2 separate regions of the Rattus norvegicus genome follow, and region 1 is linked to region 2. A link is a contact called in public Hi-C data. All regions are on one chromosome and are shown on one strand. Each heading gives the region's core, a stretch centred on a gene start, on an enhancer-like site or on the middle of the called end of the contact. The rest is flanking DNA. Distances are from core to core; before and after follow the strand shown. Region 1 holds the start of Kctd15 (potassium channel tetramerization domain containing 15). Region 2 overlaps LOC120099792 (a long non-coding RNA gene).

What was found. A called contact is a pair of places that touch in the nucleus more often than the background predicts.
Region 1: a Hi-C map of kidney shows a contact between it and region 2, with 1.9 times the contacts expected there. The contact joins the promoter of Kctd15 here to the enhancer-like site in region 2. A contact is called at or near these places in 2 of 12 Hi-C or Micro-C datasets (kidney and liver) and 1 of 1 datasets of contacts at active chromatin or transcription factors (oligodendrocytes).

The regions. Positions count from the first base shown.
Region 1 is chr1:96,403,750-96,411,208 of GRCr8, forward strand. It overlaps Kctd15 (potassium channel tetramerization domain containing 15), which reads right to left and starts at 5,368. Exons shown (of 6, transcript NM_001109141.1): 1 at 5,108-5,368; 2 at 3,238-3,330; 3 at 2,447-2,622. The coding sequence starts at 3,303.
Region 2 is chr1:96,323,717-96,330,898 of GRCr8, forward strand. All of the region lies in intron 2 of LOC120099792 (a long non-coding RNA gene), which reads right to left. Among named protein-coding and RNA genes, the nearest start is that of Kctd15, 82 kb to the right of the region's middle. Within about 2 kb of position 2,470, at least 19 of the 93 cell types and tissues checked have an H3K27ac peak or open chromatin away from gene starts, as enhancers often do. A contact at or near this core is called in kidney, where this site is marked.

The DNA.
Region 1 (7,459 bases), core at 4,118-6,617, 83 kb after region 2:
AACCAAGTCTTACAGAGGGCCAGGCTGAAGGAGTACTTTGGACAGTCACCATGAGGAAGCCCTTAGCATCTCACAGGGTCTTGTGAGTAAGTTCCTATGTGGCCTCCTCACTTCTCTTGGTGGCTTCCTACGCCTCGGCGGGAACCGCCTCTAGGCCAGCCCTCTCGGGGAACACTCGGGGAGCACATGGGATATGACTTTGGAGGTCCTCTGTGGAATAAACTAGGGAATTCGCTTTGGTGGCTGGGACCTGCATACTGCGCCATCCGACCACTATCCCTGACATATAAAGGGTGCCATCGTATGCCTCCCTTTAAAGCACCGACTGACTTCCTGAATGGTTTGGTGCTCAGTTCTATTAGTTCCGGGGCACCCAGTGAAGAGTGACAGGGAGAGCTCAACCAAGAGTCTGCTCTCAACCTCAGGGTGAGTCAGAGGAGACACTTAGCACCAGGCCCACTGTGTCTAGGCCACCTCGATCAGCCAAGAGTTGGAGATCGGGATGTAAGGATGTGAGCTTGGAGACCCTTGGGTCTTGCAGGGCTTCCCAACGGCGTTTGGAAACGGAACGGTGTTGGCATCTAGAGCTGTCTTCATTGGGGACTCTTATGTCTCTGCCTGCCTAGCCAGGGATACAGCTTTTGCAGAATTGCAATAATTCATTTCAAAAACATGAGGGGGGGGGCGGTAAGTGGCACTTCTACAGCGGCTGTGTGACTCCCCAATGAATCCTTGTCTTTGCTGGCTCACAGGCCGCCCTAGCCCTTGCTCTGGGCCTCAGCTTCAGGCCTAGTGAACAGCTCTGCTGAGTCAGGCAGAACAGAGTCACCCTGAATCTGGCTCTGGTAAAGTCCACAGACCACTGCCCACTCTGGGTACACCTGGCCCGTTGAGGGTCCCACGTGCCACATCACGGGGCCAAGCCTTCAGCTCCCCAGAGGAAGGTGATGGCCCACTGTACAGCAAGCTGGTAAGCAAGGACAAACTACACTGTGGAACAGGGAGGGGCAAATAAATGCTCCTCAGTCCCCAGAAGCCATTAGAGAGAAACACGGGAAGGGAGCCCCTCCCTGCCCGTCAGGTAGGTCCGGGTTGTGATTGCTGCAGGAGGGCAAATGTCAGATCTCAGAAAACACTCTTCCAAGAAGGTTGTGGGCAGAGACTTTTTTTAAGGAATTTCACTCACAAACATCGTCAGCCGATTAAGGGATGATCTATCTCTCACAACTCAGGGACGCCGCAGAAGGCAAAACTGAAATTAAATGAACGGAATCCATCTCGCAGCCTAGACAGGGGCTCTGCAAGCGAGCACGTGGCCAATGCATCGTATGGCCTTCTGGCTCCTGCCCCACCAAAGCTCCGAGTTCACAAGGACCCCTGCGCCTAGTCTCTGGGCTGCCACTATCTGGACCAGACACAAAATCTCCTCCCCCTGTTCCCTTCTCCAGGGGCACTCCTGTACCGACGAAGGCTGTGCCCGGACATCTCTGCACAGCGATCCTCTAGGCTCCAAATCTACCCTGGCTGAACATTCATCCTGGTGATGAGCCCTCAGTATCTAGGGGATTAATTAATTCCTCTTCTTATTTTAAATGTATAAAAGAGAGGTGATGCCTAACAGGCCTGCCCTCCCGCTGGTCACTGCTGCTTGTTGCTGCACCATGCCAGGAGCAAGCAGCATGGGCCCAGCAAGCTGCAGTGCGGTGTCACCTGTAGGAGAGGCTCACAGAGACGCAGCCCACCCCCAAGAATCTGGCCGCCGGCTGCCGTGCCAAGGTGTGTCCTTGGGAAGTAAATCCATGAGAAGTAAGAGTCATCGAGCTGGTGGTACCCAGCACCATGTCGCTAAGGGTCCTTCCTGGGAAGAGCCTGTAAGTCCTGTCAGGGTCCCAGCCGCAGATAGTTTTGTGAACATTACAGGGTGTAGAACTCATGCTCAGTCATTGTCGCAAACATCCCTGACTATCCTGCAATTGCTAACTCATCACCACACCGTCCTCCAGCTCCAAAAGAAAGCTTGCTCCCAGCACTTAGGATCAAATGCTGCCATCACCCTACCCTCCCCACCCCCCAACAAAGGAGGGTACAACTTCGGCTGGCACTGCATGCCTTTCCCCAAGGGTAAGGACAGGAAATTGGATTGACCGTGTCCACCCGCACCTGACTCCTGGGTGTCACTCTGTGAAGATTTCCCCAGCCAGCTGCCAGCCAGGCTCATGTGAGACTGGATCCGCCATGAAGGTCAGGAACTCCATGTTATGCCACAAAGGGTAGCTATCAGTGCAGGGTCAAAAGCCACTATCAGAAGTGCCCGTCAACAAGCAAGCAGTCACCCAAACAGTCAAGAGTATCGGGGAATGACAGGCCTTGGTACCATACCCTAATGGCATCCTACGGTCGACCGGGCTTTACACAGAACGCCCCACACTAGGGGCAGAGATCTTACCTGGAGTCAGGGTACTTGGTGAGTGTGGCCAGGCTGCTGGTATACATGTGACCTCCCACGTCGATGTGCACAGGTGCGTTGGCTTTGGTGAGCTGAGCTGGCAGTGGGATCCCCTGGGCAGCCAGGGGAGACACAGGCGACCGGGTGAGTGACAGCCGGGACATATTTCCTCCCTCCTGGAGACGGAAACACATAGAGAAACAAGGCTTCCTAAGCGGCCTTTATTTCGAATGTGATCAAATATTTAATCAGATCACTTCTTCTGGTGCCTGATCACATATTCGGCTGACAAATTATGGCCACCGCTGTAATTAAGTGTGTTTGCATCATTTTCTTCAAAGTGCTGGGGGTGGGGGATGGGAGGAGGGTGCTTATTAGCAATAAGAAATCAAGAAAAAAAATTTTTTTTTCCAAGGTGTCAGCCTCCAGGGGCATAAAACAAACTGCAAAATTCTAATTAAAGGTCGCAGGCTTGTGTGTCAGATGTGAAATATCCCCTGACAAACGAATCACCAATTTGTGAATTGGGATTCAGGGGTTTTTTGCAAGTTTGTCTCAGTAACGAGACACCTCTAAATTAGTGACTTCCTCGGCACCTAAGGCGTTGAGCTTTATACATGTAGTAAATTTCACATCAAATTAAGAGCATTTTCGTTTCAAAAAAAAATACATAATCGTACAGCCAGTCAATACCCATCTCTTGCGTGGAAGACCTGCAGCTAGTGTGCAGGTACCCTAGAAAAGAGCAAAAGGGGCTGAGGGGCCAACCCAGCCCACCAGGCAAAGCTCACCGCGGTGCCGCTGCTGCCGTGTGCGTTAAGCGAGGACCCGCTCGGCCGCTCCTTGCGGTGAGGCATTTAGGCTTCCATCCCTGCCCAGAGTATCTGTGGGAAGCAGCAACTTATTTCTCAGGCTCCACCAATGATTTTTACACAGACGCTGTCTGGGGCCTCATGTATACCAGGCAGCCTTCCCAGATCCCACCAACCCTACACACTCCAAAGCAGACCTCCAGGCCACAGCATAGTGTGTGTGTATGTGTGTGTGTGTGTGTGTGTGTGTGTGACACACACACACACACACACACACACCCCAAAGCAGACTTCTAGGCCATAGCATCTCTCTCTCTCTCTCTCTCTCTCTCTCTCTCTCTCTCTCTCTCTCACACACACACACACACACACACACACCCCAAAGCAGACTTCTAGGCCATAGCATATCTCTCTCTCTCTCTCTCTCTCTCTCTCTCTCTCTCATATCTCTCTCTCTCTCTCTCTCTCTCTCTCTCACACACACACACACACCCCAAAGCAGACTTCTAGGCCATAGCATATCTCTCTCTCTCTCTCTCTCTCTCTCTCTCTCTCTCTCTCTCACACACACACACACACACACAACACACACACACGTTTTCTAGGCAGTTCCATGTCTGCTAATTTGGCTAATGACAGCCTAAAACATATGCTCGCCATTACTGCCCTTCCATGTTTCAGAACAAATCAGATTTCTTTGGTATTTTGAGTTAGAGCCGTGTTACCAAGCGTGTCTCCTCTTGCATCAGTGGAGAGAACCTGGGGGGGGGGGGTGCCAATCCCCTCAGTTGGTTGGGCAGCCTAGGATCTCTCACCACCCAGGGAAGACAGTTGGTATAGGACACCTCTTTCCACAGAAGCCAGAAGCATCACTGGGAAGCCACCAGTCACCTAGAGTTCCCACAGCAGACAGGACCTGCCTTTGTTTGCCTGCTTCTCCAATAGACCCCCAGAATGGTGCTGCCTGGGCCTAATGTATTCCAGACTCCCTCAGGATCACAGGCCCTTGGGGCACTGAGAGCTGGCCAGACAGCAATCAGCAAATGGGCTTTCTCCCCTCCTCCCCAGAGCTACTTGGGACTTTCCTATGTGCCTCAGACACCTGAAATAAAATTGTGCCTCAGTCCTCAGAAGCTACCCTGGGGGCTTTTCAGGGGGCCCATGAAGGAGGGGTGGAGAAGGACAGGTTTCTAGCACCCCCTCGACTGGCTCGGGGCTGTCTCAAAGGGAAATAGAACACACACACACACACACACACACACACACACACACACCCTGGACTTCTCTGATACAGGTTTAACCCATATGGGTCAACTACATGGTACCCTGGGTACCCACATGATGCTTTTTCCTGTTAAACTTCTAGATCTATGTCTTAACGTTCAGTATCCCAGTATAAAACATGGTCTGAGGTGCACAGACTGGAACCACTAAATGTCAGGAAAGTGCCTCCCCTCCCATGATTTGTTTGACATCCCCACTGCCCTGGGAAGTTCTTTGGTCTGAAACTGTTTGGGGGTGAGGGAGAGTGTTTTAGCCTCATGGAGGAGTTGGGTCCAGTCCCCTGTTTTGGACATTAACAAGGCCATTTATCTCAAGGAAGATTTTGGAAAACCAAAGCAGACCCAAGGGATGGGTCATCCAGCCCTGGTAGGAGATGGAGGAGAGACGGTGTCGTAGAGGAACACCCACTGAAGGTCAACAGAGATGGGAGAATTCTCACCCAAATGCTACCAAAGCACCACATATCCTCACTACCAGGACCCAACTGAGAAGTGACAAGTAGCACCAAGCACCCATCGCCCAAGCAGCCCCAGCCTGTTTCTCACAGCGCAAACCCAAGACTCACCATTGGAAGCCCCAGGCCTTAAGCCTTGACCCGAATCTCCACTGCTCCCTCTGACAAACGCATCTGTGGTGGACCACGACCCTTCTTCCCAGAACACTGCTGAGATCACAAACATAGAAAGTGCACTTGATAAGAGACACACGAGTTCACTGCACCAGACACCAGGACCCAGGCGCGGCTGAGGTTTGGCCAAGCAGCCTGTTGCAGATACCTCGGCGGGTTTGTAAACTGGCCCAGCATTGACCCGCTTCTCCAAGCTGTGGTGGGAGACCCGGGTCCCGCGCCCACCCGCAGCCGAGCCCCGCCCGCCCGAACAGAGGGAAGTGAGCAGAATGCCACGCTCATTTACACACAAAATGATTTTGTGTCCCATTGTGCTCGCAGTTGTTCAGCTCTCTGGGGGTGATTAAACTGGCTGAGCTGCGGCAGCTTGAGACGATTTCACTAAATCGCTTCTTCGTGAAGTCGCTTCTTTTGCTAAGCTGTTATTTTAACCATAAAAGGTAAACAGAAGGCGCCTCTCCAGTTCCCTTCAGCTCTACGCCCTGGGCGCTTGCCCGAGGCGGCAATGCCAGGGGCCTGCAGGACTGTCCAGGGGTGGAACGGGAGGGACGCGGCGGGCCACCTGGTGCGCGCCAGCCCGGTCGCAAAGCCAGCCGGCTGTTGTGAACTTCGGGGCTACAGGATCGGCTGGGCCGAACCTCCGGCCCCGCGGGCGGGGTGGCCAAGGCACCCGAAGGGCCCAGCAAAGAAGGGGTGGGAGTGCGGTGGGGGGCGGAGACAAAGTTAAATCAAGAGGCAGACACTTCAAGACCACAGATGGGAAGCTCGCCTAATTAAGGACGTAAAAGCGCTTTTGTTCTCAAAGTTTATTGTTGCCGGGATTTAAAAAAAATTAATTGAAACTAATGCTGTTATTCACTCGCGCAGTTAAATTCCTTCATGCACATTTGAGACGCAGAGTGAAAACTTGAAGGTTTATCTTTCTACTGTCGGGGGCTTCCCAAGGGAGGGTATAAGAGGTGCTACAGAGGCGCGGGAGTGGAAGAATGAGGGTGTTCGCATCCAGGTCAGGGGGTGCGTGTGGGCAGCGGAGATCTAGAGACCGAGGTCCGGTCTTGGGGCGGCGCGTTCCCCCGCCCCACATCCTTCCTGAGCTTGGAACCACTACCAGTGCGTCTGGCATGAGACTCAAAGGGTGGGCGTCAGAAAACGCACATCTGTCCCGTTAGAGACTTTTTCCTTTTCTATAATTTGGGCGCCAACCCGGTCCTGTGAGCCCCAAAATTCCAGCTACATGGAGCCGGTTTCAGACTCAGGAAAGTCACCAGCTCTGCAGGGCACTCGAGCCCATACTGGAACCAGAGTGCGGAGGACCTGGACGCATATACCGCGCGGCAGGATGATCGGAGCCCGGCTGAGTGGGGAGGGTCCACCCGCGGCTAGGACCAGCCCACGTGGGCACCCCCCGCCCCGTGCGCGCCAGGCCTTTGTGCTGGGCGCCCCCACGCCGCCAGCCCCTGCGCTCAGCAGAGGGACAAAGCAGCCCGTCCCCCCCACCCCCAGCCTAGGTCCCGGCCCGGGGCCGAGTGACTTTCTCGGCATTGCAGCCACTTTGGGAACCAGGGGTGTGCGGCACTGAGCGGTGGCCGCCGTGCTGGGCTTACCTCGGAGCCGGAGCGGTGGATCGGGCACCGGCGCAGCCCCCGCCCCCCGCAGCCGCCGGTGTCGGGCGCCCGGCGCAGCCCCGTCGCCTAGTGCTCGATGCGCGCGGGTCGCTCCGGTCTCGTCCTGGAGTTACTTTCTCTCTCGCCCCCAACCCTCCCCCCACCCACCCCTCCCGCCCCGGCCCCCGCTCCGCGCGGCCCCTCGCGGCGCGCCGCGCCGGGGCCTCCCCTCCCCGCCCTCCCCTCGCCTCCTCCCTCCTCGCCGCGGCCGCCGCCGCCTCCTCTTCGCGCCGCTCTCCGGCTGCCCTCCCGCCGCTCCCACCTCTTCTCCTCCCTCTCTCTCCAGCGGCCTCCCCCGATGGCTGGAGGGGGAAAAACAGCCCCCCAAAATCAGCCGGTAGCCTGTGCGCCTCGCCGCGGCCCAGCCTGGATTGCAAAGGGCAGCGATCCGGTTCCAAATTACCCCGGCGCGGCGAGCGCGAGCGGGCGCGCGCAGGCGACTCCTGGCTCGGGGCTCGGCTGCGCCTCGGGGCAGAGGATTAGAGTCGCAATTAGCTCCGCGCGCCCGCGCCTGCCGCGCTCCGCGACAAAAAATGTACCGTTCCCCACCGCCACCACTTCCTTCCCACCTCGCGATCCCCACCCGTGGGTCCCGGAGCCCCGTGCCTGGGTGCCAGGGGCCTCG
Region 2 (7,182 bases), core at 1,220-3,719:
ACACAGTAATAATGATAATGTGTAAATGCACGATTTCTACAATAAATGTGACCCCTGGGAATAGGTCGTCTGACTTCCCTCCCAAAGGGGCCTCGACACCACGTGTTGAGAACCGCTGCTGTGTAACAAGGGTCAGCCAACGTCACCACAACCTGTTTGAGTTCAAAACTCTTGTGGCCCTGAACCAACGAAGCAGTTGCTGCTCTAAGTCACTGCGTCTCTGGGAGTGGCTATGGACCAGCTCAGAAGCAGACTGACAGCTGGGAGGAGGGACAGAGAGATAGATGACAGCTGGGAGGAGGGACAGAAGATGGAGATGAGCCAGATCTGTGATACAAACAAATGTGGTCTAATGTCGATGACACAGGCTACTTGGGTGTTCACTACATGGTTCTACCAACTTCCCTGCTCACTTGAATACGTTAATGGTAAAAACTGGTAGGAGAGAAAGATGAAAGTTTTTATTAAATATAAGTCTGCCGTACAATGCAGCAGGAGTACAGAAATAAGAGGGTACCCGGCAGTCCAGGCTCACACCTGAAGGCAGGTGATGATGTAAGCTGTTGCTAGGTGGCTGTTAGGCAGAGCCTAACAGAATTGTTCGTAAGCCAACAGGAGTACTAGTTGTCCTTTGACCTATAAACACACACACACACACACACACACACACACACACACACACACGCCTAATTACTTAATTAATTAAAAATATGTAATAAAACCGTAACTAGTACTAGCTGGGGCTTGTCAGTCACCTCTGTGGTCACAACCTAATTCAGTCTTCCCAACGGCTGCACGGGTTGGTGTCGTTTTCATCTCCACTTTACAGATCAGGAGAACCAAGACAAAATGAGATCAAGTCAGTGGCTACAGTAGCAGTCCTGATGAAGAGTAGTGGGAAGGCGCCAAGTCAGCTACAGGGACCCTGGGACAGGTAGTCCTGAGCCTTGCAGGTCTGAGGCACTCAGTGTTCCTAGCCACCTCTCTCCATTGTTTTAATAAAAAGGTCAAAACAATAAAGGGTTTCTGATAACTCCTTGGTTTTTATAGTTCTCTAATATTAGGTTATACTTTCCAAGAATAAGACATTACGTTCTTGTTTTTCTTCCTTCTGGGATGGCATTCTTTCCTTCCCAGTGTTGTTGGTCATTGGTCATTGCACAATTATCAGGTTGTTAAAAAAAAACAAACAAAAAACAAAACAAAACAAAAAAAAACTCCTTTGAGGGTGGGGACGCTGCTCAGTGGTAGAGCCCCTGCCTAGAATTCCCCCAGTGAGAGGCCGGGGGCGTGGCTCAGTGGTAGGGCCCCTGCCTAGAATCCCCCAATGAGAGGCTGGGGGCGTGGCTCAGTGGTAGAGCCCCTGCCTAGAATCCCCCAATGAGAGGCTGGGGGCGTGGCTCAGTGGTAGAGCCCCTGCCTAGAATCACCCAGTGAGGGGCTGAGGGCGTGGCTCAGTGGTAGAGCTCCTGCCTAGAATCCCCCAGTGAGGGGCTGAGGGTGTGGCTCAGTGGTAGAGCCCCTGCCTAGAATCCCCCAGTGAGAGGCTGGGGGCGTGGCTCAGTGGTAGAGCCCCTGCCTAGAATCCCTGCTCCATGTGGCTCAGTGGTGGAATACTGGCCTAGACTCACACTCATGGTGAGGGGCTGTGGGAGTGGTGGATCCCTTGCCAAAAATCTCCTAGTGAGAGTCTGGAATTACATACCTCCTTTTTGCTGTTCTGCAAATAGGACAACCTCTTTTTATGCACGAGAAGAGCGTGAGGCTTAGAGACTTATCAGTTGCCCAAGTCCAAACAGTACAAGGGACAGGGCATAGCTCCCGCGCAAGTCACCTAGGTCTTCTGAGGCAATGTCCACTGTATTTCAAGCTAATGTTTCTAGAGGAGATTAAGGAGCACGCGCTCACACGTGCCCGTGGGATTTGCTGAATAATCTAACGAAGTGCTTTCAGAGTCCTTGGAAGGCAACCTGCCCCCCCTTCCTGGAGAAGGGTGTATTGTACCGGGATTTTAGCTTCAATCATGGTGTTATAAGATGCTGGCTGTCTCCTCCAGCGATTCCTAGTGGCTCATGGTGGCATGCTAGTGTGCAGGGTCTATCTTCCCCAGCAGCAACCGTCTATAACTTTATGGATCGGGTGTCTGCTGTAGGCAGAGCTTCTAGCGGCCCGGTCTAGTCAGTCTTCTAAATACCCGGTTCCCTCCAGGCAGCGTCTGACTAGCTAGCCTAGCCACTAACCTCCTGTGCAACCCGCACGCAAACACAAATAATAGTGCTGGCAGACCCTGTGATCTCATTCCGATGGCCTCCAGGGGTGAATTAAGGAGCTGGGCTGGGGGTGCCTAGCTCCGGGGTGGCATCGCGTCCTGATCTGGGACCCAAAGCGGCGCACAGAGCTGGCGAGTAGCCGTCCGTCTTTACTGAGGTTTTGCAAGCCGAGGAGCTTGTCGCCTGGGGTCGCTTGAGCACTCTAGTTCCAGAAGGTTTGGCTGGGCAAGCAGGCGGCTGCAAGGAGGCAGCTGTGTGCTGGCTGCTTCTGGCTGTTTCAGGACAGAGCCCAGAGCCAGGGTCGTGTTGCTTAGCAACGGGACCTTGTCTGGGCCTCTGCCCTCATTCGTGTCCCCTTCCCCCACTGAGATTCAGCCTAATGGGAGCCCCAGAGCCGAGGGCGTGGCCCGTGGGGGAACTGGGGTGGAGTTTGGGGGTCACTCAGGTGTGGAAGAGCTGACCAGGGGTTACTTTATCTGCACGTGACTAGGGACCGGGAGAGCTCCAGGCAGAGGCTACAAGTCGGCTTCCACCCTGGTTCTGCCAGCTCTAGTTCAAACGAGTCTTTCCGGTGAGGCTGCCCTGCCAGGGCTGCCCCGCCCCAGCGTCTCTAGACGGGCTGGGAGAGTGCTGCACCCCGCCCAGGCCGAAGGCGAGCTCAGAGGTCAAGAGGTTGAGGGACTCCGGGGTGGGGTCAGTGGGGAGGGGGTGGAGTGGAATGTGCTTTTCCCCTTCCGCCCTCCTCTCCATTCCCATTCGGTAGCTCCTCGGTAGTCACCCTAACTGTGAAAGCTTCCCCAATATAAAAGCTTCCCCAAGTGATGTGAGAAGTAGGCCTCAAATCCAATTTCACGATTCCACACTGGAAGAAACTGAGTCACCATGTCCTGTCCCAAAGCCATCCCACAAGCTAGTAGACAGCAAAGCCTTCAAAGAGAGGCTTGGCAGAGGGCAAGACCAAGGGGATCAAGGACATAGAAAAGCCTGGCTATTTCTCCAGCCTCAGGAAAATTAGTAAGGAAGACAAGGTCGTATTCTTTGCCCAACTGAGCAGATTCCGCCTAAGTTCTGAGGTCTGCAGGGCAGGACCTCCCTCCTCCCAGCCTGGCTCTCACACAGCCCAGAAGGCAATGGTAAAGGAGACTGGGATCCGAGCCAAGAGTCTTTCCTATTCTCAGCAGTAAGGGCTCTGATCGCCCAAGTCTGCCTTTTCAAAATCACAGGGAGTGAAGGCCCCAAAGGAAGGGACCCTAGAGGGCCTGCCTAACCTTGACTCTAACTTGCAACGGACGTTTGATCAAGAAAGTTGGTCAGTTTCTCAAAATGCAAAATCAATGGCATTTCTTTGGGGTATTCTCTTTGCTGGGAATGAAAGATGATGAACTATTTTCTTAAATCCTGTCTTGATAGCATCCCTCCTCCATTCAAGATTTCCCTGCAGCCAAAAAGACCCCAGCAGCTTCAGTTTTATGACTTTTAGGAAATATAATTTTGATGAATTTTACCTATTCCTCAAATTAGAAGATTCCTTAATTACAGAGGAAATAGCAAACCTCAGAGCCGACTGGCCATCCTCATCACTGGGACGGCAGGGGGTGAGGGGGTGGGGGTCACATGGGTCGGGACAATCTAGAATGTCTTTTTCTAGCAGCTTCTGGCCCACCTCTGTCACCTAATGTGCGTGGTTAGAAAATAAGGAATAAAACCCATACACAGTTACACCAGTGCTTGGGAGGCTGAGGCAGGAGGGTGGAGAGCTTCAGGCTCGCCTGAACAATTTAGCAAGTTCAGGTCCAGCCTGGGTTACCTAGGGAGAGGTAGAGGGAAGGGGAGGGGGAGGGAGAGGGGAGAGGAAGAGGGAGTGTGTGTGAGAGAGAGGGGGGCAGGGAAGGCAGGCAAGGAAAAGTAAAATTTAAAAAAGAAAAGTGAGTGAGTCAGAAAAAATATAAATGAAGGTCTGTGGGAAGTGGCCCATCTTTCTAGAAGATTCTAAGTGGAAAGGAAGCAACTGTCTTGGTTAAATTGTTTTGTAACTGCGCTTCAGTGGCCACATGGTATCCACAGGGGAAGTTCTCCTGAGAGGATTGTAGCTGTTAGGTGTGGGAGGCACAATAGACAGAGTGTCACTGTTGGCCATCCCTAATGGATGAACAGATCCAAGAGTGATGAGCATCCACTAATAATGTGGAGAGAGCTAGCCCTTGTGTGTGTGTGTGTGTGTGTGTGTGTGTGTGTGTGTGTGTGTGTGTGTGCGCTCAGGCCAGAAGAGGACCTCCGGTGCTGTGTTCTCTCACTCTTTGTCTTATTCTCCAACTCTAGTGGTGGTGATTGATGGTGATTGATGGTGATTGGTGGTGATTGGTGGTGATTGATGGTGATTGGTGGTGATTGGTGGTGGTGATTGGTGATGGTGGTGGTGGTAGATTTTAATTGTTTTTAAAGATGTATTTAAAAAATTTTTAAAGATATATTTATGTTGTGTGTATCATTCTTTTGCTTGCGTGTGCTTCTGTCTACCATGTACATGCCTGATGCCTGCTGTGGTCAGAAGAGGGCACCAGAATCCCTGGAACTGTAGTTATGGACGATTGTGAGCCACCATGTGAGTGCTGGGAACTGAACCTGGGTCCTCCTCAGGAACGAGTGCTCTGAACCACTGAGCCATCTCTCCAGACTCTGTCTCTCTCTCTCTTTTTATTTCTTTTTCTTTTTTTTTTCGGAGCTGGGGACCGAACCCAGGGCCTTGTGCTTGCTAGGCAAGCGCTCTGCCACTGAGCTAAATCCCCAACCCCCAGACTCTGTCTCTTGAGACAGGGTCTCTCACAGGATTCTGGAGCCAGGCTGGCAGCCAGAAGCCTCAGAGATCTTCCTGTTTGGGTCTCTGTCACTGCTGCGGGGTTCGTGCAGACAGGTCACCTGCAGCATATTTGTTCTTTTCTTGTGCATGCCAGATCTTCACAGCAGGTGCCTTACCTGTTTGGCATCTCCCCAGCCCTGTCTTCTTTTTCCCTCCCCCCCTCCCTCCCTCGCTCCTCCCTCCCTCCCTTCCTTCCTTCCCTCTTTGTTGTTGGTAGTGGTGGTTGATTTTGTTTTGTTTTTATTTTTGTTTTCTGAGACAGGGTTTCTCTATGTAGCCCTGGCCCGGGTGTCCTGGAACTTTCCCTGTAAACTAGGCTGGCCTCAAAGTCCCTGCTCGAATGCTGGGACTGAAAGCACGTGTTATCACACCAGGCTAACATTGTGTCTTCAAATAAAACACTCGTCACCAACTATAATACATAGCCTGCCCCTCTGAACCCCAGACTATCTCAATCTCCCCTCCCGCCACTGTCTCTGAACCCAAATGCTCTACCACTAACCTACATCTTAAACCTGAATCTGAGCGAAGTTTCTCTAGACCAGCGGTTCTCAACCTTCCTGATGCTGCGACCCTTTAATACAGTTCCTCAGGCTGTGGTGACCCCAACCATAAAATCATTTCCTTACTACTTCATACCCATAAACTTGCAACTGTTATGAGTCGTAATATCAATATCTGATATGCAGGATATCTGATATGCAGCCCCCAAAGGGGTCTCGACCCACAGGTTGGGAACTGCTAATCCAGCTCAATTACCACATTTACAGGAAATTCGAAATGCAGTGGGATGTGTGTTAGTTAAATGCCATGTAGATCAAAGCAATCCAGGTCTTGTGAAATGACTCCTTCAACAACATTTTAAAAGGGAAATAATCAAGATTGAATAAGTGGTAAAAGTATAGAGTGACATCTATGGTCCGCTTGTAAATTTGAATATTGGTGACATACCTAATGTTGAGTGATCCACTGTTGGTTTTGTTTGTTTTGTTTTTATAGTGGAAGCGTTGTGGTTATATTTTCCAGTCATCATTCAGAAATGCATGCTAGAAATGCTTCTAGATGACAGGAGACAAAAAGCACAGAGAGAAACAAGACAGGCATTAGTAATCAGTACTCGGTGATCAAGACAGGCATTAGTAATCAGTACACGATGATCTGCTGTGTCAGTCTCCAGATCATTGTGGTTTTTCTATATGAGGTGCCCTTGGAAACCAGGAGGGGGCGTCGGATTCCTCTGGAGCAAGAGTTAGAGGTTGTAAACCACTTGATTGGGTGTGGGAACTGAACTTGACTCCTCTTCAGAGTATGGCCCATGCTGGTCTCAAACTCTCAATCCTTTTGTCTGCATCGCCTGCCATCAACTCAGCGATGGACTTATAGATTTGTGGTACCATACCCAGGCCTTTCAGGTTTCAACTTGTTAACCCATGTTGGAGCCTGTGGCTAAGGCCTGGGACAGCTGGGCCTCTCCACGGTCTTCACGTAGCCCCCCTCATTTGGACATTCAGCAGTTGACCTCCTGACATTATGGAGCTCACATTTAGACATCAGATTAAAACTAACAACGGAGGAAGAGACTAAATAGAAGCAGGGTCCACACAGCAGGACCGCTGTTTGCCATGAGTGCTGACTATCTTTAGTCAGGGTCTCCACTGCTCTGAAGAGACACCATGACCAAGGCAATTCTTATAAAGGATGGCATTTAATTGGGGCTGGCTTACAGGTTCAGAGGTTCAGTCCGTTATCATCAAGGTGGGAGCATCCAGGCAGGCCTGGCGCTGGAGGAGCTGAGAGTTCTACATCTTGTTCTGGAGGCAAACAGAAGACTGACAGGGAGCTAGGAGGAAGGTCTCAAAGCCTATCTCCACAGTGACACACTTCCTCCAACAAGGCCACACCCACTCCAACAAGGCTCCACCTCCTAATAGTGCCACTCCCTGGGCCAAGCATATTCAAACCATCACACTGACACATAAAAGGGTTGCCTGCATAGTGCCAGTTTGAGTTCTGTGAAACAAGACGGTTAGACCCTTCTACACGAAGGACATACCC